Linked DNA regions of Mus musculus: regions 1, 2, 4, 5 and 6 are each linked to region 3. Evidence: chromatin contacts called from public Hi-C, HiChIP or PLAC-seq and promoter capture Hi-C data. All regions are on one chromosome and are shown on one strand. Each heading gives the region's core, a stretch centred on a gene start, on an enhancer-like site or on the middle of the called end of the contact. The rest is flanking DNA. Distances are from core to core; before and after follow the strand shown.

Region 1 (4,955 bases), core at 571-3,070, 350 kb after region 3:
GTGGGAAATGCCACTATTAAAGATAAAGCACCACCCTTTTGAGAGACCCATCCTTTTTCTTTATCATAAAATTTTCATACATAGAGAAATTAGCAACAGAACCACCCCCCTCACCCTACACGGTCGCCGGCGTCAGACTCACAGTCACCACCTCTTTACGACTTGTGGTGCTTAGCCTCTATCTGCTTTCTCCTCTGATCTCTAAAGCAATTCCATTTTTCCTTTAAGTATTTCAATTATGTATCTTTAAAATATAGGAACTCTACTAAAAATAACTTCAATGCCATTGCCACAACTAAAATAAAGCTAGCAATCTTTTCTGTGTCATTGGTGCCAGCTAGTGTTTGCTTTTGCCCATGCATGGTGTCCCTCTGAATAGAAATCTAAACAAGCTTCCCTACTGAGCCTGGTTGATAGATTTTATAATCCTCTTCTATCTCTTATAGATCCTGCACTAATCTTTTTCCCCTCTAATTTTCTTTCTGTAGCTGTGAGGAAAACACTATGACCAAAGCCAACTTTGGAGAGACAAGGTGTATTTGATTTACATTTGCCGGTGATGGTTCATCACTGAGGGAAGTCAGAGCAGGGACTTGAGCAGGAGCTTGAATCAGAAGCCATGGAGGGACTGCTGCTTGTTGGCTTGCTCAAAGACTATGTGTTTACCCAGCTTTCTTATATAACCCAGCATCAGTGTTAGGGAAAGTGCCGCCCATAATGAGCTGTGTTCTGCTCCTTCGATTAGCAATCAAGACAAGCCCCCACAGACATGCCCACATCTGATCTAGACAGTTCCTCCAGGGAGGCTGGTTCAGAGGACGCATCATGCTGAAAATTAAAGCTGGCCATGACTGGTTTCTTTTTCATAGCAGTCTTGTTGACACACAGTATAAATCTGCATCGTTCACCTGATGGCACTTTTTGCACCCTAGGCTAGTATGGTTGCTTCCCGATGGCATTGTCTGCATGGTCCTCTGTCTATGCCCAGGAAAATGGTCAGGGTTTAGATATGGAGCAGTCATAATCAGTCTGATTGTGTGGGTAGAACTTCATAAATATCATCTTTTATTAGGAAGCTCACAGAACCTGGTTATCTCTCTTTTGATGATTTTAGTGACAATCAATGATCATTGTCTAGATCCATTTACTGGTTACTGTGATAGCATCCTTTCCTGGCTGTTGGTTCTGTGAACTTCTATATGGACAAACTTCTCCATGTCAGGCATTTGGTTATCCTGATTATAGTGCACACAAGAAAAGCTGGCAAAGTCTTGAATCCTTCACTTTAGCAATGTTTAATAGAGTGGGTTTCCCCACCAACCTGTAAAAGTATAAACAGTGGGCTTAGGGACTATCACTGGGCATCCTTGGGTCACAGCCTGATGAAGTGGCCCTGAAGACATCTTGCTTATAGATGCCTCCATACCTCTAATCAACTGGCCTTTGGAGGTTAGTTCCTAAGTCTTCTCGTGGCAGCCTTAGTGTGTTCCAATAGTCTGACATAATTTATTTATTTTGTCCTGGGAGTGAAGTCAATTATTTATTTTATCGTGGAACAAGGTGAAGTACTGCTTAGAGACTAAAATCTGGGTGAGGTTGAGGCTCCTTGCTGCAGAGCTTAGGAAGTAGTCACATGTGGTATGTGGCACAAAGCTCACAGCAACCCCAATTCCTGATACTTACTGCCATGCATACCCCTCACCCTGACCATGAGCTGGTAAAAGAGTTGAATAGGATGTTGCTTCCAAGATTAGGTTATAGACAGAGCAGTTTGTGCTTCTCTCCCTCTTGCTTGTTCTGTAAGGGAGCCAAGCTGCTGTGCTATGGTCCTCAGCTGCCCTCCAGAGAGGCCAGCAGGCAAGGGACCTAAGTCTCTGCCAACAGCCCTGGCAGGGAAGTTGGAATTGGTTTTTCTTGTTCAGCCCTAAGATCGTAACAGGCTTCACAATTACCTTGACTACAGCCTCCATGGAGATTCTGAGCCAGAGGCCCCAGCTGAGCCATAGCTGGAGTCCCAAGATAATAAGTGTTTGATGTTTTAAGCCACTAAATTCGGGGGTAATTTTTATGCAATTATACTCAATAAACAATAACTAGTATGCTATATTTTCAAAGTTGCACTGCATAATGATTCACAGGGACATTTTTCCTGGGGCTTCGGAGTCCTTGCACTTGAGCTTTCTTGTTCCTTTGTCCCAGGTTCCAATTCTCAATGGGATTGGGGTTATGCTTTTGTCTTAACTCTGCTACTCACGCTCCAGTTCCAGAGACAGCAGTATCGATGTTGCCAAGGATGCAGCCCAGAGGCTCAGTGAGGAGTTCCTGGCTTTTATTCTTGTCTTTCCAGCACAGCCCAGCAGCAATGGACCACCAAATGGCCTCAAGTGGGGGAAGGAACCATCTCCATGCCCGGGGAGGCTCTGGGACCTATAGTTCCTCCCTTCCCATAACACCCTATCCTAGATCCATGCTGTGCCCGTGGCAGCTTTTTGTAATGCTTGGGAGACATAGTTAGTTTTTTGATTATGTCACAAATGAGTATTCAGATTCATTTACCCCCCCCCTTTTTTTGAATTCTTAGAAACAAGCATTTGGGGCTGGAGAGATGGCTCAGTGGTTAAGAGCACTGACTGCTCTTCCAGAGGTCCTGAGTTCAATTCCCAGCAACCACATGGTGGCTCACAACCATCTGTAAGGGATCCAGCGCCCTCTTGTCAAGAGTGCAGGTCTACATGGAAGTAGAGCACTCGAATACATTAAATAAATAAATAAATAAATAAATAAATAAATTTTTCCTTTTTTTAAAAAAACAAAATCTAGTTCAATAAACACCAAGCTTTTGTCAGTATGACTATGACTCTGCAAAGTGCTTGCATGGGTCTAAGATAAACACACAACACAGGGCATGCATAAAGGTGTTCAGTCCCGGCTGCTTCCCTCTTACCTTCTCTGTAGAAGCCTTCCCCATATAGACAGCCATATATAACATTTAACATAGTTAGTAGCATAGTCTTTTTAAGTTTCATATAGGGTCTTATGGGGGGGTCATTCGATGTTTCTTTACATACTTGGTTTATGCAATGGTTAATGTTTCATGTACCATCATTGTCAGCTTCTCTCCCCTCTTTCAGTGAGAGGCAGAGAATTTAGGTTTCCTCTCTCCACCACGCCTTTCTCCTAAACACCGGTCCTAGCCACTCACTCAGGTCCCGCATGGCTCTAGTCACCTTCCAGGCTGCTCCATCAGACCCCAGTGTAGGATGGCTGTGCCCGGGGAGCTCCCAGGATTTTGCGTTCACAAACAGTGCCACAGAAAATGCCCCTTCCTGTTTGTCCAGGTTTTATTTTTAATTTATTATCCTTTTTTCTTAGAAGTCATCCACCCGGATACAGGCTAATACTAGGGTGTCCTTGGCAGAGCTGGAGACTGACCTGCACTAGGCCCTGATCTTTTCTCCTCTGCCAAGGCTTCTCCTCCTTCTGCAGCCACTGACCCTTGTCACTCACTGTATTCTAAAGTACCACACTGTATCACTGTGACTTGTCCCTGTCCACGACAGTCCTGCCTGTCTCAGGCCTGGATTTACAGGTAGCGCCATCTGTTAGTAGCTGAGGCCACTGTGTTCAGGGGGCTTCTTGGAGGAAGGAGCTGCTACAGAGCTGAGCCTTGCTCTGGAATAAGCTGGTGTGAACAGGAGAGCACAGTAGGCCTTAGAGCCTTCCCAGCCAGCCTGGAAGCGATTCCTTCCACACTTAGGGGCTCCTTCTCATGGATTGGCTTTTCATTGACCTGGGTGGCTACCCTGGTATGTGGACTTAAAAGAGTAACACACCCCTCCCCCCAGAATGACACATCAGATGGGTGGCCTTTCTGAGGCTGTGGAAACAGGTGTCTGTCCCTCTGTACCATAGTCCTCACAAGATCTGAGGCCTATTCTCTACCCCCCTCTCCCTCCCACTGTATCCATCTGTCTGTCTCATATCTCTGCACACTTGCAATCCTCTTTTTCTCCTTGGAGCCAGAACTGGGGAATGGCTCACAGTCTGTCCCTGCCCACGTGCTTCACCCCATGGGCTGGCTCCCACCTGCTATTCCTTGAAATGGCTCCAAGGTCACCGCTGGCTGACTTGTCAGGATGCCCAGTACATGGGAGCCCCTTGTAGATGGCCTCCTGCCAGCCGGGTACAGATGGGCCTGTGTCTCTCTCTAAGCCCCTTCTCGTCATGATGCCTGGCAAAGCTAGTTCCTGGGGCCTCCTTCCACCCCCTTGCCCCATGTCCTCCTCGCAGTGACTCACCCATGCCCATAGCTTCAGTTGGCACCCCTCAAAGCTCATTCTTAATCTCTCGTCTAACGTGGGCGTCCTCCTGAGCTGTACCTGGAAGGTGTCCTGGCTCCTGCAGCTAATGGTCCAAAATCCTCACTCCAGAAGCCAGTCCTTTGCCAAGGGACCCCTCATAGTAAGTAGACACCCCAGTCATCCCTCCCAACCTCACTTCACATTCAGTGCAAATTTTGACTAGATCTTTCAACCCCCATCATCTTCCTGGTCTACACCATCTCTTGCTTGCTTGGACCACTGCAGTGGCCGCTCACCCACTTAGCAGCTTTCTGTTCTTCCTCTCGGTTGTTTGTCTCTCTAGAGGAAGTGGTGCAGTTGGGCCATGTCCCCGGCTGGTAACCTGAAATGACAGTCTCTGGAATGGCTCCAGAGTTCTCACATCTGGCCAGTGTTTACTTTACACTTTGACTTATTCCAACTGCTGACTCATTCCTTGCATCAGGTCAACTGGGCATCCTTTGGTCCTTCTGAATTGGTTCTCTCTCTGTGACCCCAGGACCTTTGTGCCTGCTCTTGCCTTAGCCTAGAAGGTTCTCTTTGGCATGCTGATCCCTTCTACTCACAGGCAGTCTCCTCCTGTTCCTTTAGCTTTTGAGGCCACACCTTCCCTTC
Region 2 (4,513 bases), core at 163-2,662, 330 kb before region 3:
TACCCACTATCAGACTGCCACCAGACTTGATACCACAGCTGGACAAAGTCACCCTCAGACCATACTTTGTTCTGTTTCCAATTGTGACATCTAGATCTTCTGGGGGTAGGCATGTCTCAGCCCTAAGGTCACCTAGCTGGTTTCCAAGGTCAGTGTGGGTCTCTGCCCTTGACTCTTCTGTATCCCTGACCTGAGGGGAACCTTGGGTCTAGGCTTGTGGACAGGGTCACATAAGGAGCAGGCTGGCTGCAGGACTCCCCCCACTGTCCTGTAAAAGCTTCAGTTGTGCAAGGCTACCACTTCTTCCTTAGGTGTCTTAGAAAGGTGGCAGCAAACAGTACTCTCAGTGAGAAAACAATTCATGTAACATAGGCACTGGAAAGGCCTAGTCTTTATCTTACTGTTTGAAGCCAGACAGACTCCAATCCTGGCTGTCTTGCTTGTGTGAGCCAGGCGTGCAGTCCACTCTTGCAATGGCTCAGGCTCCTCCTTTGAAAAATTCGGAGGACAGTAATGAACCTTTATGAGCTATGTGTGAGGTTAAACTGAGGTGTGCCCAGACCCAGACCATGGCTTGGCCTTTGGTAAATACTTAATCAGCCTCAGCTCTAGAACATTCTGCTCCAGTTTCTGTGAAGAGTGTGTTAGCATGCATCCCTGTACTTGGTGAATGTCCTTTTGTGAGGGACAGTTTGTGAATGTTCTCCAGCAAGCCATTAACACGCATTGAGCACCTGAGCCAGACAGAAGACATTCTCAGGTGTGATGTTAGGCAGCTAGGCCACTTCAACTGGCCTTTGAGTGTCCTCTGAGGACAGAGAAAGAGGCCACAGGACCCGTGTTTCCCAGCGCCAGGCTGACATCAGTTTCAGTCACCTTCTTCCTTCTTGCACCACGGACCCTCAGTTCCCCAAGTTTATAGGCAATGAAGAAATGGTCTTGTTCAAAAATATCCAAGCCTGAGGAAGACTAGCTAGGGAGATGAGTGTTACAGAAAGGGGAAGACCGAGTCTGGAGCCTCTAGGGCAGGAGCGTGGAGTTGGAGTTCTGGAATCCTTAGCCTGGGGCTGGTGTGCACTTTTGAGTTTCAAGGTTTCCTCCTTAGCTGGCAGCAGGCACTGGAGTGGCCTCCCCCTCCTTCCTCCTCCTCTCCTGCCTTCTCTGTCTTCCCTCCACCCCTCTTCCCTCAGCCTCCCTTCACCCACTTCCCCAAACCTCTCATGCGAGGGGCGTGGGGGTAGGGAGAGCGGGTGGCACCCACTCTGCTGGGAGGCTGCGTGTATTCTGGGCTCTGGCTGGGGTGGTGGGAGAGAAAATGGGTCAGCACAGGCAGCGACATGGCTGGGGCTGGAGGACAGGGCTTCTGTCTGCTGGTGTCTCCGGTGCAACTGGAGATGGCACGTGACATGGGTGGGCGGGGCTGCCTGTCCACCGCGGGAATGGGGGCTTGAGCGGCTGCTGCGAGACTTCAGGACACCGGTGACTGCCGCCTACCGTCCCTGACCCAGGCCACAGGCTCCCAGATTAATCTCGGAGTTGTCGCTTGTCTGACTACACTGTTCTGGGGACTGTTGGGGAGATGGGTGTGCAAGACGCCCTAGTGACCCCTGTCTTCTGCCTGCCTGTTGTTCTAAACGGCTTCCTCTGGTCAGCTCTCATTCAAGGTGCCATCTTCCTCCCTGCCCCTGGTGTCAGCCACATGTTTCAGCACCCTAAGCCAGTTTCCTGGGGCGGGGCGGGTAGGTTACAGGGTGCTCCATCACCCATCCCCAGGGACAGATCTCTAAATGTCTAGATGGCTCTTACCCTAGCCACTCTGGCTGTGGCCATTCCTAAGGCAAGCGTGACTGCGTTTTGCCCTAGCAGTCCTGAGATGCCTGCCTCTGCAGAATAGCTTAGAGCAAGAAATGGCCCCCAAACCTAAGGACTAGGGGTCTGGGCTAGCCCTAGTAACTATTCAACTTGTCCTTAGTATCTCACGATGTCGGACAGTGTTCCAGGCACCCTGAACTCTCCTGCCCTGGGCCTCTGTAGAAAGAGATAAGAAAGGCTTTCACTGAAAATTTCCCTGCCCCCCTGGTTCCCTCACGTAATCTGGAGGCCTTGTTAGCTAGCTTGCCACAGTTCCTGTTGCTGATAGTGGGATGCTGGCCTTAGACAACGCTTTGCTTGGACTAAGTCTCTCTGAAAAGGGAGATCTTGAGGGGCTTGGGCTTGGCCCAGTCTCCCTCCAGGACTGCCAGGTTTGAGAAGTTATTTCCTGGTCAAATATGAAGTCTATGTTTACTGCACCGTGGTACACATACACCCTTTTGTGTATTCAGCTCCATTTAGCGCTATGACACAGGCAACCGCTTCTGTCCTCTTACTATCCCAACCCCCCCTCGTCTGTATCTAGGTTGGTTGCCAGTGTGGCCCCATTGTTTGGCAAGCACTAGTTGTCTCCCAGGACTGCTGTTAGTTTGTGAGCTGTCCTCCTGTGTGTTCAGTCAGTGAAATACCCCAAGGGGTAGGACAGGGAAGCGGGACAGGAAGAGGGTAGAGAGAGGAGATGGGTGAAAAGTGTCTGGGGCTGAAGAGGCTCTGGGGAAGTGACAGGCTCAGCTCTGCTGAGCAGTAGCCTACAGCCAGACAGAACTGCTGATGAGGGAGCTATCCTGTCTCTTCATGCCTCTCCCTGTTGAGGGAGAGAGGAAGGGTCCTTACCTGCCATTCTCAGGGGTACCTAGGTCGGCTAAGCCTAGGTGCTACAGAATGGAAGAAATATTGACACCCCACCCCCCCCACACTAAGTCTAGAACTCTCAATCTCCCTATTAAATCCACCCACTGACCCCATGATCATGAATTTTTTTTTTCTCCTTAAGAAAATGGCAAATAGGACAAAGTTATATGGCTTTTGAGCGTGACCCATAGAAAATCAGAACTCTTTGTTTCTGATCCAGCAGGCCTTTGAGGAGGGAGAGCTTGGGCCCTGTCTCCGCCCACCCAGGATTCTTCACCTCTGGGTTGAACTGTGGCCAGTACTGCTGATTCTGCCCTTGGCGACACACGGGCCGCACCAGGCTCTGCCAGCTGGCTGCAAGGCTCTAGGATTTCAGACCAGTCATCAAACATAAATACAGAGCCCTGTGGGCCTCTTGAACACTACTCCCAAGAAAAGCAAGGCAGGGGCCCTGCCAATTCAGTTATGAGAAAGATAGCAATTTAGTTTAACTTTGTTGTATTTGGCTTTTTAGTCTACTTATCACCTTCTAGAATCTTCCTTCCTCTCCCTAAACTCCAGCCGAGTTCTAAGGTTCAGAAGTTCTCAGGGAAACCAACACTGGGTATAAAGACTTAGAAGACTTTTTAAATTTTATTTTATTTTTATTTTTTATGAAGTAACTCTCTTTAATGTCTGTTTATGGTCAGGAGCTGTCTGCAGCCTCCCATAGCAACGTCTGATTAAACAGTGCCCAAGCTATCCTGGGGCAATAGACAGATAATTGCCCTGCTTAATTTCCCCATTTGATGCATAATGAAAGCCTTGCTCATTTTGAATGTGTGGGAAAGAGACAACTTCAATATATTTGGACCTGAAGATGAATTTTTAGTATTGCTGTCCTGGCACACAGTACTGTGGCCCTGGTTATCTCTGTCATAGGTATTACACACATTTGAAAACAGAACAAGCTGTTGGTGCCAAGCAGCAGAAGAACAGGGTGTGGAAGGGAGGCATCTTTGTCTGTCTTATGAAATACAATGCACATGCATGGCAGGACATGTTTTCCCCCAAATAATAGGTGAAAATCATTTGTCATCGACAGTCTTGCCATTTCCTGTTGCCCCTGTTGCCTTAGACCAGCTACAGGTTTTTTTCTCAAGCAAGACGCAATAGTCTATCGCTTCCTCTTCTGTGTGATTGTTGGTAAGGGAGAGCCAGTAACAAGGTCTGCTTGGACCTAGCTGTGCTCCTCTGGACATTTTACTTTGCTTTTCTGTGTCTTGTTTTTATCTGTCAATGGATTGAAAGCTCATTCTCCTTTCCTTCCCCTCCACTCCTTTATTCTTTGAATCATGTGTGCACATGTATGTGTGTGCATTCCTGTATATTTGTATGCATATATATGTGTGTGTGTGTGTGTGTGTGCACATGCGCATGAATCTGAAAATCAAAGCATGCTTGTGTGAAATCCTGCACGTGTATGGCATTTGTGTGGAGGTCAGAGTGGAACCTCAAGTGTTGGTTCTAGTCCTCCACTTGTACATATGCCAGGCCTGCTGTCAGATGAGCTTCTAGGAGTCCTGTTTGTGTCTCCCATCTCTCTGTAGTCTGCTGGAGTTACAGATGTGTGTGCCCACCACCCAGGTTTACCTTGGTTCCATGGATCTGTACTCGTAAGTACCTTACCCACTGAGCCATCTCCCCAGGCTCCTTCCTCTTTTAATTCTTCCTTCTTTCTTTTATTCTGTTTTTTGTTTGTTTGTTTGTTTGTTTGTTTGTTTTTTTGAGACAGGGTTTCTCTGTATAG
Region 3 (4,829 bases), core at 1,714-4,213:
AATGGCAGTCCACCCTTCATGGCCCTTTCAGCTATCACCCAAGCACCCGAGAGCCTTAAATCACATGATAACCCACTGTCCTAAGTTAACAGCACTTAGATCTTTTTTTTTTAAAAAGTAGTTGCTATTTAGCAGATACTAATCAGGATACCACACCAACATTCCCATAAGTCCACTGAAAGTGAATCTTGGTGTTTTGGTTTGTTTGTTTTTTGTTTGTTTTTGTTTTTGTTTTTTTCAAGAGAGGGTTCCTCTGTGTAGCCCTGGCTGTCCTGAAACTTACTCTATAAACCAGGCTGGCCTTGAATTCAGAGATCCAGCAGCCTCTGCCTTTCAAGTGCTGGGATTAAAGGCGTGCACCATCATTCGGCATGAAAGCCATTCCTTAAATCCCATTTCCTTTTCAGGTCCTCCTTCTAACCGTACCTGTCTGTAGAAAGCCTGAGTCCTTCAATTCTTCAACCACAGGGGTTAAGTCGGAGGCAATCTCTTCATACTCCAGTTTACTCATTTTAATCCAGGTTAATTTACGTTGAAAGAGCCTCACATACAACTTTTGACCACTAGCTGCAACAAAGGCAAGAAAAAAAAAAAAACAGCAAAAAAATTTATTAACTTTCTTCTAAAAAAACATACAGATTCCATTTACTTCTAGATATGAGGCAAATATATATTATTAGAAATATACACATATACACACTAGCCAGCCGGTAGCCCATGTCTTTAAACCCAGCACTTGGGAGGCAGAGGGATCTCTGAGTTTGAGGTCAGGAGGCCAGCCTGGTCTACAGAGTGAGTTCTAGGACAGGCAGGGCTACACAGAGAAACCCTGTCAGAACAAAAGAACGAAAGAACAAAAGAAAAGAAAAGAAAAGAAAAGAAAAGAAAGGGAAAGAAAGGGAAAGAAAGAAAGAAAGAAAGAAAGAAAGAAAGAAAGAAAGAAAGGTAGGTCAAAGAAAGCTACTGCCATAGTAACTGAAGTACTGTTTGCACAGCAGATATCACCAGGCACAAGAACTGGTTTTAAATGGGCCTCTCCTTGACACAGAGAGCCAGCCCGCAGTACTCCCACAGTGACTCCTCGTGGTGGTCATCAGACTACTTACTGGCCCTCCCATGGCACACAAACCAGACGAGGAAGCTCTGAAAGCCAACAGGCCGAAGGTACCTGACAACTGGTAAAACCTGGTGATAATCGCCTTCTCCTGCTCATCGAAGAGCTTCATGTCCTCTTCGTTCCCAAGGAGGGCCTGCAGCACCACCAGGAAGCTCCGCAGGTAGTACGGGTGACTCAGTGCCAGTTGAGCTGTCTCACTGGGGCCACCGCAGCTGGACCCCTGCTCCAGAGGGCAGTGTAAGACACTGCCAGCTTCCCTGACAAGCTCTTGGTTGTTACTCCACGTAGTCATGTCAGACATGTCAACATCGGTAGGACCATTTGATTCTGCCTCCCCAGACACCAGCGTTTTGGCCGCAGCATCGAAAGTCATTTGTACTTCTTTGTGACTGCGCACCTCGAGCGGCTCAGCAAGCCCTACATCTGCCCTTCTGGCACTTTCTTGCTTTACAAGAGTGTCTCCCGGAGAGGATTTCGTGTTACTGACGAGAGTTGAATCTGAGGACAGTAATATGGAAGCATGCTCTGCAGATGCAGGGGTGAGGGCTGGCTCCCCGCAGGAAGCTTTCTGGCTTTCATCTCCCGTTATTTTATTGTTCTTTACCTTCTGTTCTGAAGCATTCTCTTCTTTTAGAGGTGCACATGAATAAATGTTTTCCTTTTGGGAACTGTTCAAAACCTCATCTTTGTCTTCCATCTCTGGACAGTTATCAGTCAGGCTGGTGCCAGGTGTGGACGGAGAAGTCTGTGGGCACTGACTGGCTAGTCCCTCATTCTTAGCGAGTGATTTTTTAGCGTTTAAGTATCGTCTGGACAATTTCGATGTCAGACTTCCCAAAGGCATAATTTCTACACTCTGATTTGGAAGCTCATTTTGATCTTTGGACACTAAGGCATCTTTAAAGTAGGGACTGGTCTGCTGTTGTATGCCCAGTTTTGAACCACATTGGACAGAAATTAAACTTCTCTTTGGTGGTGATAATTTCTGAGGTGTCACATTCTCTAAAGGACCACTGGGTAAATCTGATGTAGGCACAGTTGGACTCATTAATCCAGCCTGAGCAGGCTCTACTTGAACGTCATCACCAACACCGTTGTTAGCACAAGACTCATCAAGGTGCCGAATGAGGTCATACCTGGGCACCATTTTATGACAAGTTGAACATGCAAGTTTAGCAGGTGGTGCACTGTTAAAATACGAAGTAATCGAATGACACTGGCTTTTTGCAGTTTTGCTGGTAGATAAGCTTCTACGGGGTCTTTTTTGATCAGGTGATTTCCTTTGTGACGGCATGACTATTAGAGAAAGTGGGCGACCCAAGAAGAAAATCAGGTCATCTCAGGTAAGGACCGAAATGTTTTACTTTCATTCACTTGGCTTGAATTAGTAAAAACAACAACAAAAAAAAAGGGTCCCTGCTACCTCCTCATCAGTTAATACAGCGGCCACCCCAGGTGAAGGACCCTAAAGGGTTACTTTTACTCTCGCCGTGAACTAATACAAAGTGAAATAGCATTTGATGTCGTTATTCGTTCAACTTCTTCCTACAAAATAAAATACATGAGTTAAAAATATTTTTATACATTTACGGGGTCGGCCGACAACTGAAACGTAGAATGGCAACTTCTGGAACGAGAACCCTGAAGTGGATACAGATCGGAGCGGACCTGCAGCTCCGCGCATGCTCTGTGTCCCTCGCTTCGGAAGGACCAAGCTGCACTTACTTTCAGGGCCTTTCTAAGAACCGTTTGTCTTAAAAAGAGGACGCTGACTCGCTCAGACTCCCCTGAACTCACTGCAGCGGAACAGGCTGAGTCGCTCTCAAAGGGCCACAAGGCGGGCAGTCGCTCTGCGCAGCCCGGACCAGCCAGAGCAAGGCGCTACAGGCATCCCCAGCCGATCCCCGCGTCTTCGCTCCAAGGCTCAGCTAGTGGAGGACAGAGTGATCGAGCAGAAGGCGGACCAAAAGAGAAATGGAGTGTGTAGACTGAGGAAACTGTGACATGATTGTACTCTACTACCTCAAGAGCTTTACACTAAGGTAGCAGAACATTAACCGTTGTGGTGGTAATCCCTTTTTGTTTTGTTTTTTGAGTAAAGGTTTCTCTGTAGACCTACAGACTCACTCTGTAGACCAGGATCACCTCTAACTCAGAGATCATCCTGCCTGTGCCTCCAGAGTCCTGGGATTAAAGCCATGCCGTCATCTCACCCAGCATTCCTAACACAACTAAAAATTAATGAAACGCTATGATACGCTAATCATGATAAATATTTTATGATTAGTTTGACTTGACATGAAAGAAGGACCAGAGAAAGTTAGATGAACAGAGAGAAAATAAATAGAAAAACCAAATAAATCAGGTCAATAATGACAGGAAATGGTCATGATTAATATACTTTAAAGGTAAAACTAGTCCGATTAGACTTAAAATGTAGTTCCTAACTATGTGCACATACAAGAGCCTGGTATAGCAAATTGTTAAAATTTCCACAAAAATACAAACTATGTAATAGTTAAATCACTGCTAAAACTAACACCTTAAAGTGTGGGGAGATGAGATAATTACTCAAAAGTATTTATTCAGAGGAAAAAGATAAATCCTATTTTGAATAAAATTTAGGATGTTTTTGGGCGTGGTGATACACACCTTTAATGCCAGCACTTGGGAGGCAGGAGCAGGCGGATCTGAGATGGAGGGCAGCCTGGTCTACAAGGCTTCTTGTGGCTGCATAGTGTGACTCTGTCTCAGAAACAAACACCAACTTGGGGAGATTTTTAAATGTCCTATTAGTGGGGCCATAGTCAGAGAATGGCCCCCAAACTCATGTGTTAAAATATAATGGCTGGGACTGAAGAGATGGCTCAGCGGTTAAGAGCACTGACTGCTCTTCTGAAGGTCCTGAGTTCAAATCCCAGCAACCACATGGTGGCTCACAACCATCTGTTAGGAGATCTGACGCCCTCTTCTGGGGGTGTCTGCAGACAGCTACAGTGTACTTACATGTAACAGTAAATACATCTTTGGGCCGGAGCAAATGGGACTGAAGAAAGAAGAAAACGTAATGGACAAAGGGGAAAATGTTGGCGTATTTGTTGTATTACATCATTAGGTTCTCATATCTTTACCTCAGTTCCATCTCTTATTCCACCCTTCTCCCTTCCACCTCCCTAACGCTAGGTAGGAAAGAATATTAGAGGGGAAAGGAGGCATAGACTTCTATAGGCTACTTTCTGTTGCTGAGGGTCGTCCATCCTTCTTCATCAGAGTATCCAGCAGTCCAGCAAACCAGCAATTCAGCAATAGCAGATGCAACAGCAGCAGAGGCAGGAGCATGGGGAGCAGCAGCTACCACAGGCTCTCTCCGGGCTCTGGCATTTAGACCCTCTCCAGAGTCCCAGAAGTAAACTATCTGCAACTGGTAAAATCCCCCTAACCCCAACAGAAGACAGTAATATTTCACAGCTGTATATAATCTGAAGCAGCCCCGTATCCCACACCTGGGATTAAAACAAAAACATATTCATATAACCTAACTGGATTTTTAAAGAAACCAAAACTACAGGGGAAGGTGTAAGCCACACACATGAAGGTGCTGTTTTGTGAAAGAAGACACAGTAGTGGGAGAAGAAAATCAAGAAGTCAAAGCACTATGTACACAGACAGCTGGTTATGAGCAAAGCGGCAGGCTCTGGGTGCTTCTCATAGC
Region 4 (4,488 bases), core at 1,701-4,200, 380 kb before region 3:
TAATTCTTGGCAGCTGGGGGGTAGTTGGGTAGGAGGAGTGTGAAAGGCTGGTTTGGAGGACAAGGCTATATGGGTATTGTGGAATCCTCAGCTCCTGCCTGCTGTGGTCTGCAATTGGGAGGTGTGGGAGCTGCAGGCTCCTGTGAGTATAACAGCCCCATAGAAGTGACCATTCTCGTCCCACTTGATAACCATGTAATGGTCTCAAGAAGGATAAGAGTCTAACCAGATAATGTTCATCTCACAGAACCTGCTTCTGTGGCCTCTCAGTATGAGATTACTGATAGGCAGGGAGGAACAGACCCCCATGCAGCCAGCTGGGGGGGTGCAGAACCCTTTGAGGGAGGCATTACAGTCTGGACATGAAGTGTCAGACTTGTTCCTCAGCTGGTGGAGCAAATCATCGAGGGTTACCAGCTAGTTCCTGAGGGCTCTGACCAAATAGGTTAGTCACTGATGGGTTCCTATTAATGGCATTACTGGCAGGTGATGGAAACTTCCAGCAGCAGAGCCTCCGTGAAATAAGTGGGCCATTGGGAATATGGTCTCAGTAGCTAAACCTTTACCCAGATCCCTCTTTGCACAGCTGTGAAATTCTCTCTCCCCACAAGGCCACAGCAATGGACCAGAACTTCATCTGGGAGCCCAAATGGGTCTCTCCTCCTCTGACATATTTATCTCAGGCATTTGTAGCAGCAATGAAAAATCTAGTGTAGGAGGCAAGTTGTTTTGTTTGTTTTGGGGTGTGTGTGTGTGTGTGTGTGTGTGTGTATGCATGCATGTGTGAGCATGTTTAATGGCTAATTGTTAGAAAATACATATAAGCCTGTCAGCACACTCCTTTAATCCTACCACTTGGGAGGCAGAGGCAGGTGGATCTCTGAGTTCAAGGCCAACTTGGTCTATAGAACAAGTTCCAGGACAGCCAGGGTTATGCAGAGAAACCCTGTCTTGAGAAATTAAAAATAAACAGACAATGTAAAACAAATAAATCACTTTTAAGTGCATAGGCCAGAGGTGGTCAGCAGACTTATAGTGCTGTGTGACCATCACATCTGTCCTGGTTACAGTTACTAGTGCTCTGATGAAACACCATGACCAACACTTTCACATTACTGTTTATCACCAGAGGAAGTCAGGACAGGAAGTCCAACAGGACAGGAACCTGGAATCTGGAGCTGACACAGTGACCATATAGCTATGCTGCTTACTGGCTAGTTCCTCAGGGCTTGCTCATCCTGCTTTTGTATAGAACCCAGAGCCAATAGCCCATTTACAATAGGCTGGGCCTTACCCAATGATCACTAGTTAAGAAAATGTCCTATGGGCTTGCCTAAAGCCAGATCTTATGGGGGCATTTTCTTCCTTTGAGATTCCCTCCTCTCAGATGACTATCAGCTGTGTCAAGGTGACCTAAAACTAGCTAGCATAGCATCCAAACCACAGAAGTCTTTTTCTCTTGCAAAACGGAAACTCTGCCTGGTTAAGCAACAAACTTCCCAACTTCCCTCCCAGCTCCAGACAACCATCTTCCCCACCTCTCCATGAAACTGAGGGCTCTGGACACTTTGGATGAGCAGAGAGAGCTATCTGGGTATGTCCTCTGTAACTGGCCGACTTCACTTTGTGTGCCTACCATCCGCAGCTTCCTCCATGGTTTGCAGCAGGTGTCACAGGGGAGGGAGGAGTTTCGGGCTGCAGATTTCACAGGTCCAGGCACCACCTAGAACAATAGCCTGTGCCCAGACCCAGGAAGAATGGAAGTGCGGATGGGTTAGAACCATCCCCATAGGCAGCCCTTCCCTGAGGCAGAACTTCCTATTCAGGCAGGGACCTGGGGCAACATTGCTCCCGTGTTATAGGATGACTCTTGGAGTAGCTGGGAAGGGACAGCCCAAACTACACGCTGAGGAATGCCAGGACCATGAGGAGAAAAGCGAGGAGAGGTGAGGTCCAAACCCAGGTTGCTGCATTTACTAATGTGTCAAAGAGGAAGCATTGTTGAGAAACTCAGTGTGACTGCCTTTTGAGGGCCAGGGATGACAGTAAAGCTGCTGTGGGTGACAGGGTGGCCATAGAGTAGTTGACAGGTGGTGCCACTTTATTGTCAGAAGCAAGGTGGCTACAATTATCTCAGTGAGTGGCCAGCTGGATAACAGCTGGGGCCACCATCCAAAGAGGTGGGCTCGTGGGAAGTCAGCTAGGGTACTACCCAGTTCCAAAAATTAATACCCTGGATGGACATCAAAGAGACTAGAAGCACCCTTTTCCCAAACCCTCTCATCCCATGCCGGTTCTCAGGCAGAGGATCCAGGTTGAAGGAGAGGCGCATTTAGGGCAGATGTACCACCAAGGTGAGTGTGTGAGTGATGAGCCTAGGCTTCCAACAAGGGACCCTAATCATTCCCATTTCGTTGGTTATCCAAGCACAGGGCCATGGGGAGCATCGAGAAGCCTTCAGGACTGGGCCAGTCTGAACTGACTCGGTGTAGAGATGGCAGGGTCTCCATTGTGTCTATTAGAGAAGACCATGGGGAACCAGGCCTGGTATCCCTGCTACATGAGGCAGTCCTGGGAGTAGTCTATCTCCTGTACCCCATAGCAGCTGCTCTTGAGTACCCCACTTACCATTTCTGTAAGGCAAGATAAGATTAAACTGCCCACCCTCCCTTTCAGTTTTGGGAGGTGAAGCCGACTACAAAGGGAATGGCTGTGTCTCTTTTACAGCTGCTCAGGCCTCATGACAGCAAGGGCCAGGCCAGGCTTGAGGAAAAAGCTGGAGTGGTTGGGCCCAGACAGGGCTCCATGGAGCTGCAAGGGGCTTGAGTTTGAAGTCCGCGTGTTGGCATGTGCAGCCCGCTCTTCAGGGCAGATGGTGTTCCCCAGGCTGTGGGTAGAAGCTCCTTTGTAGACAGCATTCACACAGCCTGGGTTTCAACCCAAAATAGCTTCCTCTCCTCACCCCGAGCAGGGTGGCCAGCTGCTCCTCCTGCGCAGGTTCCTGGCCAAGGTGCAGCTCCACCTGGCCCATGTGCGGGTGGCACCAGGCTCCTGTACCTGCAGGGGCAGGCCATATTGGATGCTCAGGGGTGGGGTGGGGGGGCTTCTGTGGAAACCACCCTTGTGAGTTGGCAGTCAGGGCCAAGAAGGGAGGAGCCTTGGAGAACATGATGTAAGGGATTAGCCTGCCCAAGCCTGGAGCCCAGTGACATCCACCTGCCTCCCAGGGCAGCTCTGGAGCCAAGGCTACCCTTTCCCTAATTCATTCTCTATCTGCCCCCCCCCCCCCCCCCCGCAATCCCACCCGCGCATGCGTGCGTGTGTGTGTGTGTGTGTGTGTGTGTGTGTGCGCGCGCGCGCTATTTATTTATTTTTTTTAAATCACCAATAGCAGCCTTCTTCAGAGGCCTCCTGAAAATTTACCTTTCTGTCCAAGTCCAAATTTAGCCCTGACTTCCAGGCCTCTTACCATCTGGGCCTGCCAGGCCTCTGCCAAATGGATCAACCTGCCACAGAGTGGAGAAAACCCACTGCCCTGCTGCTTCCTGCATTGGAAAGCCCACTGTTCCTGCAACACACACCCACTGGGTTCGGGAAAGGCGTCGCTGACGCAGGCTTTGAGGCTATGCCTACCACTCCCTGATCCCCGCCAGGACCATATGCCATTTCACGTTTCAGACCGTGGCCATACACGGTGATAGTATCCATTTCACTTTGCACTGGTGGTCTTTGAAACCAAAGCCAAGAAGGCTGGAGCTGGGATTGAAAACTTGGGCCACCTAGAGCCTCCCTGGAAGGCCAGGCCACCCAGGGAGTGCCCCATGTTCCTTTGTTCCCAGCCAACCTGGATTACATTTGGGCCTCCTAATCAAGCTTTGCAACCCAGGAGGTCAACGTGCTGGTATTTGTAGATCCGTGCCAGACACTAGCCTGGGGAATCAGAGATGTGGACTATAGGTCTCTACTTCTCACAGCTGGCAAAGATGAAGAGAGCCAGGAGGAGGTTGGTCAGGGTGTCTAGAGATTTTCCCCATAGTTTAGTGTAGTTTGTCTTTTATCTCTTGACCACTGCAAATGCCAAATCTAGATAGAAGGAATAGTTCCTCACAGGCAGGGTAGGAGGTGCATGTCCAATCCTGTGGCTCTAGCCCTTCTTCTAGAACCTTCTTGTTTACTTTTGTCCCATAGCCTTGTGGCTGGAGTTAAATACTGGCTTGGCTCATGGTCCACCTTAGTCAGCGGTCCACTGTCTGATTTTCATCTTCAGCCTCTGCAACAAATTGTCAGTGTGGCTCTCAACCTTGGCCAAGCCATGAGTCCATTTTCTAAGGACTGTCTGATACACGAGACAAAGTAAAGAAAGAAGACTGATTATTTTAGGTTCACAGTCTCCAAGGCTGGAAAGTTCAAGGTCATATGGCCACAGCTGGAGATGGCTACCTGCCGCTTCCTAGGCAGGTAGAAGCTGAAAGATAGAGAAAGTATGCG
Region 5 (4,927 bases), core at 1,838-4,337, 350 kb before region 3:
TGCTTCTGTGTGTGTGTGTGCTTCTGTGTGTGTCTCTGTGTGTCTGCCTGCCTGCCACAATTGTGTATGTGCTCTTGGAGGTCAGAAAAGGATGTTGAGTCTCCTGGAACTCAGGTCCTCTGGGACTGCAGTTATCACTCTAAATGGCTGAAACAGCTTTCTAGTCCCAAACTATTTAACATATACAGGTGGTGATATTACAGGGTTCCCAGGAACATCTTGACCGAGTTCCCCGCTTCCACGACACCACGGTGGCAGGTGCCGAACATCTCCTGGTCACCTGTGATGTATCAAATCCACAAATATCTCTGGAGAAACACCTCTGAAGGTTTGTTTGTTTGTTTTTCCCATTCCTCACGAAAGAAGCTGTTGAGTACCCAGGTAGAGTACATGGTACTGGGAATAAAAGAAGACATTGTGATCTGATCCCTGTCTTCCGGGCACTTACAGACCCTGCATGAGCATCCACTGGGGGAATCTCAGACACTAGTAATGGATATTCCACACTGTCAATATTGTGCATTCTTGTTGCTGGAAGTGAGTCACTCCATGTAGCTCAAACTCAGAGAACAGATTGACCACATGAGTTACAAAGAACTTGTGACCCTGCTTAAGAACTACCACAGGGAAATAGAGGTCTTGGTTGGGTTCAGCTAACCGCTGGTTGATCCTGATCTTAGGTGAACCTCTCTCGTTCAGTCTCTCTAACATGACCTGGAATGACATTCTGTGCTATTGTATGCCACCATAGGGCACTGGCGCTGGAATGGATTCTAGCCATACCATTCCATGTCTCTGAGCCTCAGTTTCCCTGTGTGTAGCATTACCTACCTCCTAGCAATATGGCACAGTGAATGATGATCTGTAAACTCAGCAAGTGCAGAGGCGTCTGTTTATTGGAGAAGGCAAGAGTGTTAAGGAGGCTCTTGGTGGTCACTGAAATTGAAGAACAGGCTGAAAGAAGGGATTTGTCCCCTTCACACAAAAGCTCTTTCAACTCCATAGAAAATTGCCTCAGCTTTAGTTATTTTCACTGGGTAAGAAACCTTCTGTGAATATAACTAAGCATTTGGATTCATAGGAAGAATCCAGCTACTCCTAGGATTGAACTATGACTCCAGAATGAAGTCAAGCACTCTTCTGCCTTGACCAATATTAGTCCATGTGCAAGCTATCAGAGGGAGAGCCTCTATGCAGGGCTGCAACATGGTAGAAGGTTCTGACACCATGTCTCTGTCAGTCTGGGAGATAGCCCAGGTATAACCTTCCAACAGGGGACAGAAGATCAAAGCTCAAAGGCTAGCTTGCTATTGGACCCTAGCAGAACCAACTTAGATCCAGGAAATGACATTAGCTCAATGTGATACCAGCTTAGAGCTGACAACATAGGATCAGGGGTGTGACAGGCATACCTATTTCTTAGTTACTCCTCCCATGGGAGGACAGGGACTCCCACTCCCATCCCATCCTTTCCAGATAGAGGCCCTTGCATGCAGGCCACATTCCCAGAATACCTCTGTACCAGCTGGGTGGATGGATGACTGGGAGGAGCCGTGTGTGCTTTCCCGCATCTAGATCTCTGCAGACCTCAGTGTGAGTTGGTCAGATGGAGGATTCAGACCTGATCTCCCACATCGGAGGACAGAGTGGGATCCTTGCTGTGGAGTTAACTACTGCTGTGGAACCGGCCTTGCAGACAGAGTGGCATGATTAAAATGAATCTGTCACAGTGAGCAAGGGTCTGGGAGACAACAGGGATCAACCACGCTGTTTTCACTTGGGGTCTGACCTGGTTAGAGTTGGATGGTGCCTGAGCCCTGGCAATCTCAGATGCATTTTTTCGCATATCTAGCTCCTGTGCAGAGACAGCTTAGACATTCAGGGCTTCTAGGTGTCCCCCTCTGCTTCTCCCTCCCTAGGGTCTTCTCTCCACTATGAACAACCTTCTTCTGGACATTTGAAGCTCCTAAGGGAGGGTCCTAAGAGAGGCAGGCAGAAGCAAGCATGAGAAGAACTTGGAATTTGCTGAGTGTCATCACCGAGTCTCAAATCAAGGATGGCCATTATGATTCGGCCTTTAGGATTGAATATAAGGGAGGGAAAAGCAGGGCTTCTTCTTTCCAGTCCTTACCTGAGCATTGCAGGGCATTAACACAATTGCCTGCTTCTGTTGCCTGCAGGGCCAACAGGGATAGTAGCAAGCAGCGGAAACTGTCCCTGAAGCCAAATGGAGCCTTCCCTTGGTCACCGTGGCTTTTTGGATCACCACATTTTCCTAGTTTTTCTACAAATCAATTTTCTTCAAGGAGAAGCGTTTGAATTTTTAGCTGGTACAAACAAACAAACAAACAAACAAACCAACCAACCAACCACCACCAGCCACTGCAGAGGCTACGGAAGCTCACTCAGTCTAAGGTAGCCAGCTTGTGCCTCCGGCGGCCCGGGAAGGTCACTATGGGATAGGAAAAGAGTTCACAAAAGTACCGCCTTGCTGCCCTGAGGTAGTAGGGGAGGGATGAGGAAGAGAGGTCTTCATAGAAGAGGAGGCCAGGGGTTGGAGAGATGGCTCAGTGGTTAAGAGCACTGACTGCTCTTCCAAAGGTCTTGAGTTCAAATCCCAGCCCAGCAACCACATCGTGGCTTACAACCATCTGTAATGAGATCTGATGCCCTCTTCTGGTGTGTCTGAAGACAGCTGCAGTGTACTTACATAAAATAATAAATAAATCTTAAAAAAAAAAAAAGAAGAAGAAGAGGCGGCCATGTGTTGCCTGAAAGACCTTCCATTCACACTGGGTGGTTTTTGGAGGGTGTGGCAGGGTGGTGGGGCTGCAGAGAAGCAGCTACCAACATCCACGGTCTCCAGTGTTCTGCCCATGTGCTGTCTGTCCACTCCCTCAGCAGAACATGCCTTCAAGGAAGACCCCAAGCTCAGCACTGTGGCAGAGCCCCTCCCCTCCACCCACTGAGCTTTGCTTTATAGGGAGCAAAGGCCTCTGGAGCCCAAGGAGAGAGCTCTCATATCCCCATCTCCAGTACCAGCTGGCAGCTGTGACAGGATTCCCAGGCGATGACCTCACAAACCTGTGCACTGTCATTACAATTGCCAGCACTGCCAGCCGGGAGCAGCAGAGCCCCCACTTCAGTGTGACCTACTTCTTCTGGCTCTGAAATCACACTCTGAGATTGCTGCCTCCTTCACTCCAAAGAATGCACACACACGTTTGTAGGGAGAGCACATTAAAGAGTCTCCGCCCCTCACATCCCACTGAAAGCAAAATCACACTGCAAGCAACTATAGCTAAGTGTGGGGGTTGGAGAGAAGGAGTAATGACTGTCATGGAGGCAGGGATTGCTCTCTGGGGTGTGGACAGACGCCCAGTGCCAAGCAAGGAATGAGGGTGTGGCCGCACTACTCAGCTAGTCCCTCAGACAAGGGGCTCAAAAGAGCATCATAGCACATGTTGGTTAGGATTCTCTATAGGCACAGAGCCCCAATTGGGTGAGTACGTATTATGCAGCCATTGATTAGATTGGCTTATATGATAGACACAGCCCAGCAATGGCTGTCTGCATGCTACCAAGGCTGAAAACACATTTACTGCTTATTAGTCCAATTGGCTACCTCAGCAGCCCCAATCTAATCTAGTGCTAAAGGTCTGAGGAATCCAGGAGAGTCTGGTGTTCTGTCCATGGAAGATGGGCTCCAAGGTCAGCAGCAAAATAGGAAGGACACATTTACTAGCCAGAAGCAAAGGCAATCTGGGAGTGGTGAGATAGGCCTTTTCTGTGAGTTTGAGGACAGCATAATCTACATACAGGGTGTGTGTGTGTGTGTGTGTGTGTGTGTGTGTGTGTGTGTGTGTGTGTGTGTGCAAAGGCAAGCAGGCAGGTGACTTTCTCTGACCTCTTTCTGTCTGGGTTACTGCTGCTGACAGGAACTGTCCACTTGGGGTAGAGCCTTCTCTCAGTTGACTCTTTCTGGTAGATCTTACAGACCTGCCCAGAGGTCTGTCTCTTAGTTAACTCTAGAGCCAATCATGTTGATAACCAGGATCCACACAGTGAGAGTCCAAACCATGTAATCTCACATTTCCTGTTGCAACTTTCTAGTTTCAACACTCCCAACAGAGATGGGCTCTGTAAAAGGTTGTGGACAGATCCTAATTCAGGCTGGCCACAGGTGTCATAAGGGAGGATGCTTGAGCTTGAATATGAACTTGAATTTCCCCCAGAGGCCTGGTGTGGAAGGTGTCCTTCCTACCCACGTGGTGCCTTTGAGAGTTGGCGGACCTTTAAGAGGTGGGGCCTCGGAAGAGTTCTGTTACTTACTCTCTGGGGGCATTGAAAGGAAGTGGGACCCGCCCCTTTTTTCTTCCTTTCTGTGGGCCCTGAGGTAAAAGGGATACTTGCCCCACCCTTCCACCTTGATGTCCTGATAGAGGCCCAGAGCAAAGGGCTGGCTGACCACCTCCCCAAATGAGCCACAATGACATATTTCCCCCTGTATATATCGATGTATTGCAGAGATTTGTCACAGGAATAGAAACCTGGCTGACAAAGGAAGGTTAGACACATGGGAAAAGACCTGCAGAACACATGCACAGAGGACAGATCATGTGACCAGGTAACAAGTGGGCAGCTGTCTGCAGGCCAAGGAGAGTGGCCTCCCAGGAGCCAGACTTGTCAACACCATGGTCTCAAATTTCCACTCCCTAGAACTGTAAGAAAGTAAATTTCGGTTATTTACACTGCCCAGTAAGTGGCATTTTGTTACGGGAGCTCTAGAAAACCAATACATACACCAACACATTTTGATTTTTTTTTTTTTTTAAATTTACTGGGTAGGATAAGTCAGCTGATTTCCATTGCTGCTGCTGGTGCCGGGAAGTGCAGAGCCAAATGATCAGTTGGAGTGACCACAGTG
Region 6 (4,683 bases), core at 1,419-3,918, 500 kb after region 3:
CCGAAAGCTGACTCAGGTCAGGAGCCCATGGGCAGAAGGTAACTCATACACTAACCTAAAAAGTAACCAAGAAGGGGGACTCAAGGATAAACTAGTCCTTGCCTAAAAATTTCCAGATCTCCTCGTGCTGTTTAGTCAACTTGACATAAACTGGGGTCATCTGGAAAGAAAGACCCTCAATTGAGAACATGCTTCCACCAGGTGGAACACTTTCTTGATCGATTTTTGATGTGGGAGGGCCCAGTTCACTGTAGATAATGCTATCCCTGGGGCAAGTGGTCCTGAGCTGTTTAAGCAGGCTGGGCAAGCCAGTTAGCAGTGTTCCTTCATAGCCTCTACTTTATTTCCAGCCTCCAGGATTCCTCAGTGATGGACTACAACTGAAATAAAACCCTTACCTTCCAAGCTGCCTGTGGTCATGGTATGTCACAGCTGGAGAAAGCATCCTAGGACACTACTGCAACACAAGCCAACAGTCAGTAGCCCCTCTCGTCCCTTCAGACCTCGTAGCTACCACAGACTCCTCTAGTTGGCCTCTAGTTCAGGGCTGATTAAAGTCACCTGTCCTCACTGCCACCCTGTTTGTTCTTCTGATGACGAACTTGCAACTCTTCTCAGAACAACAGTACTTACTGCCTGTGCCCAGTGTTTGGCCAGATACTATGAAGAACTCCAAGGAATCTGTGAACTTGTTTCCTGACTCACCTATAGCAACATAAAGTGCCCCTCATCTTGTGGTAGCCTTGTTCACACTGGTCTGTCCGCACCAGACATCACCCTGAGTTCTTCTAAAGAACTATTCTTCCACACCAGGGCTTTGCTCAGCTTTATCTCGTTTCCTATTTATTCACCTTAAGGGCACACTTGATTCTACAGATACACAAGCTAAATTCTTCTGGTGGAACAGGATCTGCACTTGGGCAGTGTGGTTCCCAATCAGGCCTGGTTAATCGATACGACACGACACTGTTTTATAAACCGGAGACCTAACGATTTTTACAACTTGCTCTAATACACATTCACACACTTCTGCAACACCATTGACTTAGCTTATCATGGAAAAAAAAAAAAAGTCTGGAATCATGACATTTCCTTTTTAGCCGCAATTTCTAACAGGGAAACAATAATAATAATAATGGTGAACTGACTCAAAAGTATAGTATTTGTTATACTAGAAAAGAATCTTAAGTAGAACCCATAGGACAACAGAATTATGATTATGAATATAAAAATGCTAGAAAACACATCACATAGATTTCGTGGGACCACAAGTGCTCACACCCAACAGAATATGTATATTTAAAGCTGTGTTGACAAGAAGCTAAAACAATTTTATTTTCAATTTTAAAAAGACTTTTATTTTTCCCCAGGAACTAGTCATTAAGATAATAGCTACCCTGTTTCTTTATCGTCTAGAACATCAAAGCAATTTACCAAAGTGTTCCTTCTTGAATATGTTTGGCATCATACAATTTCATTTAGGTTTAGAAAGTTAGAAAACTCTTTATAAACAAAAAGACAATTAAATGAAAATTTAAAGCTCCAAACCATAATAATAATAATAAAAAAATCAAACAAAAAACCCTGCAACACATCCTAACGCTCCAAGGCCTTTATGCGTAGCAGAATCAAGCTTCCTCCGACCCCCATTCCCCCTGTTCTTTTATACTGGATCTCCAGAGTCCCTCAGACCATAACTCAAAGAGTTCAAGAGGATGTGGCTGGGGCACTAGCAGTTGCAGGTCTAGCCCTACTCTCCTCATCTGCCAAAGCCTCGCAGTATTGTGTGGGCCAGTCTTTGGGGTCCTGGTTATGGACTTTGGCCACAAACTTAAGAACTTTCATCTTGCTGGTTTCCAGGTTGGTTCGCGGGCCCCACTGTAATTCATAGTCCACAGGATCGGTGTGGGGTATCCTCCGGTACTCCAAGTAGCGCTGCCGCACAAAGTCTTCGGTAATGAGTTTCTTTGGGTCGCCAAAAATTAAGTGTTTCTTAGTGGGGTACACTCCGAGCCGTCGCAGGAAGTCCCAGACCTCAGTCTCGGTGATGGTGTTGCCTTTCATGAAGATAAGCCCCAGGACTATCATAAGCAGGCCCGAGATGGGGGTACCCTGATCGCCCCTCATCTCCGCATCCGCCTCCACCGGCTCCAGCATGTTGATGAGGATGTAGCTGTGGCTCTTGGGCTCCAGCTCCACCAGCTTGTACCCGAACACGTATTGCAGGCGCTCGGCGGCCAGCTTCAGAAGGTTGGGGTACACGTCCCGGTAGTCGCCCACCACGTGCTTCAGGATGTCCGTCCGCTTGATCGGGATCTTCTTCTGGTCCTTGATCAGCAGGAACTGCACCAGCTCGGCCACCTTCAGCTCCAGCTGCTTCTGAGTGCGCGGCCCCACGGTCGGGGCCGACAGGGAAGCGCGGGAGCCCTGGGAGGAGCCGCCCGCGGCGCGGGACGTGCTGGGTCCTTCCTCGCCAGCGCCTCCCCAGTCCCGCTCCGGGTCAGCCTGCGTGCTGGGCCGACCGCGGCCCCTCGGCTTCTGCAACATGTCCCCGGTCGGCGGAGAGCAGGCCGCGATCGGGAGCAGCAACCGCCAGAAGACTCCGCCGAGCGAGCGCGCCCCAGAGGCTGGGAGAGAAGCTGCGGCGCGCGCGTGACGTCACGTCGCCGGCGCGCTGCGTCCGGGAGGCGGAGCGATACGACTGGGAGCCAGCCTGCGGGGGCGGGGACTCTTCATAGCTACTGCGCATGCGGAGGGCCTCGGCGCTGGCAGCAGCTCCTCCTGGGCTTTATCCCCAGTTTTAATGAGAATTGAATGGTGTTTATGAGCTCATATAAATAGAAAACAAGAACCAAAACTTCTCGGCAAGTGTGCGGTTGAGTTCTAGGGCACACCTGTTTAGACACGTCTAATAGTTTTTGGTTAGTTTTTAAGCTACAAAGTTTGTCTATGGAACACAAAGGATAAATGTGTGCGGGTGGGAAAATAAAGGGAGAGGAGGAAAAGATCTGGAAAGTCAAGAAAAAAAAAAAAAGAGTTACCGGGCAGTGGTGGCGCACGCCTTTACTCCCAGCACTTGGGAGGCAGCGGCAGGCAGGTCTCTGGGTTCGAGGCCAGCCTGGTCTACAGAGTGAGTTCCGGTGCAGCTAGGGCTACACAGAAAAAACCTGTTTCGAACCCCCCCCCCCCCCCAAATAAAAAAAAGTGTTGACTTGTGCACCAAATGCGGGACATGACAGACTAGGGGACCCTGTCCCGGTATCTGTCCTTGGCAGAGTTCATTCCCACCTGGCCAGTTAATTTCTGTACAATCCCTTGAGTCTGTAAGGGAAGTTATTCTTAAAAGCAAGACTTCTGCAATTTTCAGGTTCACATTCTCTTCATTGAATTTCAGTTAGATGACCATGAGAAACCACGTAAGCACTGCCAATAACGTGACTTAGTTTGGTAATGTGGACTGACCTTTTGGAAGACATGTTTGGGAAAACTGCCGCGGACCCACATCCACAATTTTAGCAGAAACATGTTAGAGGAATGCTAACCCCAGAGGCACTTGCTCTCTCCAGAGATTACCATTTAATTTAGGTTACCAATGATTGGGAGTAGCAATAATGTGAATTTCTTAATTCTCTCTCTTAATATATAAGCTTTAAAATCTCAATAAGAAAGAGAAGAGCTATCATCCTTTATAATTTGTGGTGTGTGTGGCTTGTAGATGGTTTAAATTGTGCAACTCTAATAGACAAAATGAGTCATTTCATTAACTCAAACCATCAGCAGTCTGTTGCTATTACTGCTGTGGATCTCAGCAAATGGGTTTCTTCTCCATTTACTGACAACGGAACTGAGTTTTCCTCTCTCTTTTTTAAAGCTACCAAGAAAATAGGTAAACTATTCAGAGAACGAACTCAAATTGATTTCCTCCTTAATGCAAATATATTCAGAGGAAAGCAATTCAGATCACATTATTTGAATAATAACACCAAAACATGGCCTTATTAAAATTTCATTAAATGTAAGCAGCATAAAATTTTTGTTTATAATTCAATATGAAAATGCACTCTGATAATGGGACCTGCAATGCTAATATAAAATCCCACCCCATGTTGTGATTCAAGTGTTCTGAAATCTAGTGAGCTTTGAGCAGTAACTTTCTATTCCATACAGGGTCTACGAAGACATCATCAAAGGTTGGTCGCAATGGCAGAGGCTGCAACAGTTTGAATGTGTCCTTTAAAGCTTGCATGTTGGAAATGTAATCCCCCCACTGAAGAGGGCTTTGTCCTCATGAGTGAATGAATGCCATGTTCTCTGTAATGAGTTAAGATTAAATCAATTTTGCCATTGTACTCTCTAAACCTCTCACGACACAGTGATGCTCCACAGATGTGGTACCTGGCCCCTAGTCCTCCCACCCTTCAGAGTCACGAGTGGAGGACAATTCTCCTATTTCCAGTTTACTCACTCTGTGCATTATTTTACAGCAACACAAAATGGACCGAGACCAACTAAATAAAACACAGCATCATGACACTCTTCCATTCATCTGCTTCAGTTTCCCTGCATACTGAATTCTGTATTTAAGTTCATCAAAGCCTCCTGCGATCTAAAAAATCTGCAAAAAGGTCCCTCCAGAAGGATCAGTTGTGCCTTGAGCCAAACAATTTCAGCAGCCAAGAGATA

The links. Promoter capture Hi-C pulls out the DNA fragments that hold promoters and counts their contacts. A called contact is a pair of places that touch in the nucleus more often than the background predicts. HiChIP or PLAC-seq counts read pairs in DNA pulled down with a chosen protein or histone mark. Capture Hi-C pulls out chosen DNA fragments and counts their contacts.
Region 1: an H3K4me3 HiChIP or PLAC-seq map of forebrain shows a contact between it and region 3, with 4 times the contacts expected there. The contact joins the enhancer-like site here to the promoter of Fan1 in region 3. A contact is called at or near these places in 3 of 39 promoter capture datasets (the HPC-7 cell line, cranial neural crest and maxillary cranial neural crest), 6 of 484 Hi-C or Micro-C datasets (the AtT-20 cell line, embryonic limb bud, embryonic somatosensory cortex and 3 more), 17 of 115 datasets of contacts at active chromatin or transcription factors (T-cell acute lymphoblastic leukemia, astrocytes, bone marrow-derived macrophages and 11 more) and 3 of 9 other capture datasets (adipose tissue, embryonic stem cells and pancreatic islet).
Region 2: a contact with region 3 is called in a Hi-C map of erythroblasts, with 2.1 times the contacts expected there. The contact joins the enhancer-like site here to the promoter of Fan1 in region 3. A contact is called at or near these places in 11 of 39 promoter capture datasets (the 3T3-L1 cell line, the C10 cell line, the HPC-7 cell line and 6 more), 6 of 484 Hi-C or Micro-C datasets (B cells, ECoMG-derived neutrophils, embryonic stem cells and 2 more), 9 of 115 datasets of contacts at active chromatin or transcription factors (the NIH/3T3 cell line, T-cell acute lymphoblastic leukemia, effector CD8 T cells and 2 more) and 2 of 9 other capture datasets (adipose tissue and liver).
Region 4: a promoter capture Hi-C map of hematopoietic stem and progenitor cells shows a contact between it and region 3, with 2.5 times the contacts expected there. The contact joins the enhancer-like site here to the promoter of Fan1 in region 3. A contact is called at or near these places in 5 of 39 promoter capture datasets (the C10 cell line, hematopoietic stem and progenitor cells, neutrophils and 1 more), 2 of 115 datasets of contacts at active chromatin or transcription factors (bone marrow-derived macrophages and embryonic stem cells) and 3 of 9 other capture datasets (adipose tissue, embryonic stem cells and liver).
Region 5: a contact with region 3 is called in a promoter capture Hi-C map of pre-B cells, with 2.1 times the contacts expected there. The contact joins the enhancer-like site here to the promoter of Fan1 in region 3. A contact is called at or near these places in 7 of 39 promoter capture datasets (the 3T3-L1 cell line, the C10 cell line, the HPC-7 cell line and 2 more), 1 of 15 datasets of contacts at CTCF or cohesin (large pre-B cells), 4 of 115 datasets of contacts at active chromatin or transcription factors (bone marrow-derived macrophages, embryonic stem cells and large pre-B cells) and 2 of 9 other capture datasets (adipose tissue and embryonic stem cells).
Region 6: a promoter capture Hi-C map of pancreatic islet shows a contact between it and region 3. The contact joins the promoter of Nsmce3 here to the promoter of Fan1 in region 3. A contact is called at or near these places in 12 of 39 promoter capture datasets (the 3T3-L1 cell line, the C10 cell line, the HPC-7 cell line and 8 more), 4 of 484 Hi-C or Micro-C datasets (B cells, the G1E-ER4 cell line, erythroblasts and 1 more), 6 of 115 datasets of contacts at active chromatin or transcription factors (bone marrow-derived dendritic cells, bone marrow-derived macrophages, effector CD8 T cells and 2 more) and 3 of 9 other capture datasets (adipose tissue, liver and pancreatic islet).

The regions. Positions count from the first base shown.
Region 1 is chr7:64,724,276-64,729,230 of GRCm38.p6, forward strand. The region is part of intron 6 of Apba2 (amyloid beta (A4) precursor protein-binding, family A, member 2); the gene reads left to right. Among named protein-coding and RNA genes, the nearest start is that of Nsmce3, 150 kb to the right of the region's middle. Within about 2 kb of position 1,821, at least 33 of the 459 cell types and tissues checked have an H3K27ac peak or open chromatin away from gene starts, as enhancers often do. A contact at or near this core is called in astrocytes and forebrain, where this site is marked.
Region 2 is chr7:64,047,374-64,051,886 of GRCm38.p6, forward strand. No RefSeq gene overlaps it. Among named protein-coding and RNA genes, the nearest start is that of Gm20670, 7.6 kb to the right of the region's middle. Within about 2 kb of position 1,413, at least 268 of the 459 cell types and tissues checked have an H3K27ac peak or open chromatin away from gene starts, as enhancers often do. A contact at or near this core is called in B cells, ECoMG-derived neutrophils, the HPC-7 cell line and 6 more, where this site is marked.
Region 3 is chr7:64,371,093-64,375,921 of GRCm38.p6, forward strand. It overlaps Fan1 (FANCD2/FANCI-associated nuclease 1), which reads right to left and starts at 2,964. Exons shown (of 14, transcript NM_177893.4): 1 at 2,843-2,964; 2 at 1,169-2,662; 3 at 427-567. The coding sequence starts at 2,411.
Region 4 is chr7:63,988,806-63,993,293 of GRCm38.p6, forward strand. The region is part of intron 1 of Gm32633 (predicted gene, 32633); the gene reads left to right. Among named protein-coding and RNA genes, the nearest start is that of Gm32633, 4.2 kb to the left of the region's middle. Within about 2 kb of position 2,951, at least 62 of the 459 cell types and tissues checked have an H3K27ac peak or open chromatin away from gene starts, as enhancers often do. A contact at or near this core is called in hematopoietic stem and progenitor cells and neutrophils, where this site is marked.
Region 5 is chr7:64,018,629-64,023,555 of GRCm38.p6, forward strand. Gm32633 (predicted gene, 32633) reads left to right here. Exons shown (of 6, transcript NR_169109.1): 5 at 204-328; 6 at 2,181-2,781. Among named protein-coding and RNA genes, the nearest start is that of Gm32633, 34 kb to the left of the region's middle. Within about 2 kb of position 3,088, at least 67 of the 459 cell types and tissues checked have an H3K27ac peak or open chromatin away from gene starts, as enhancers often do.
Region 6 is chr7:64,870,372-64,875,054 of GRCm38.p6, forward strand. It overlaps Nsmce3 (NSE3 homolog, SMC5-SMC6 complex component), which reads right to left and starts at 2,669. Exons shown (of 1, transcript NM_023239.5): 1 at 1,311-2,669. The coding sequence starts at 2,547. The coding sequence ends at 1,708. All of the region lies in intron 2 of Fam189a1 (family with sequence similarity 189, member A1), which reads right to left.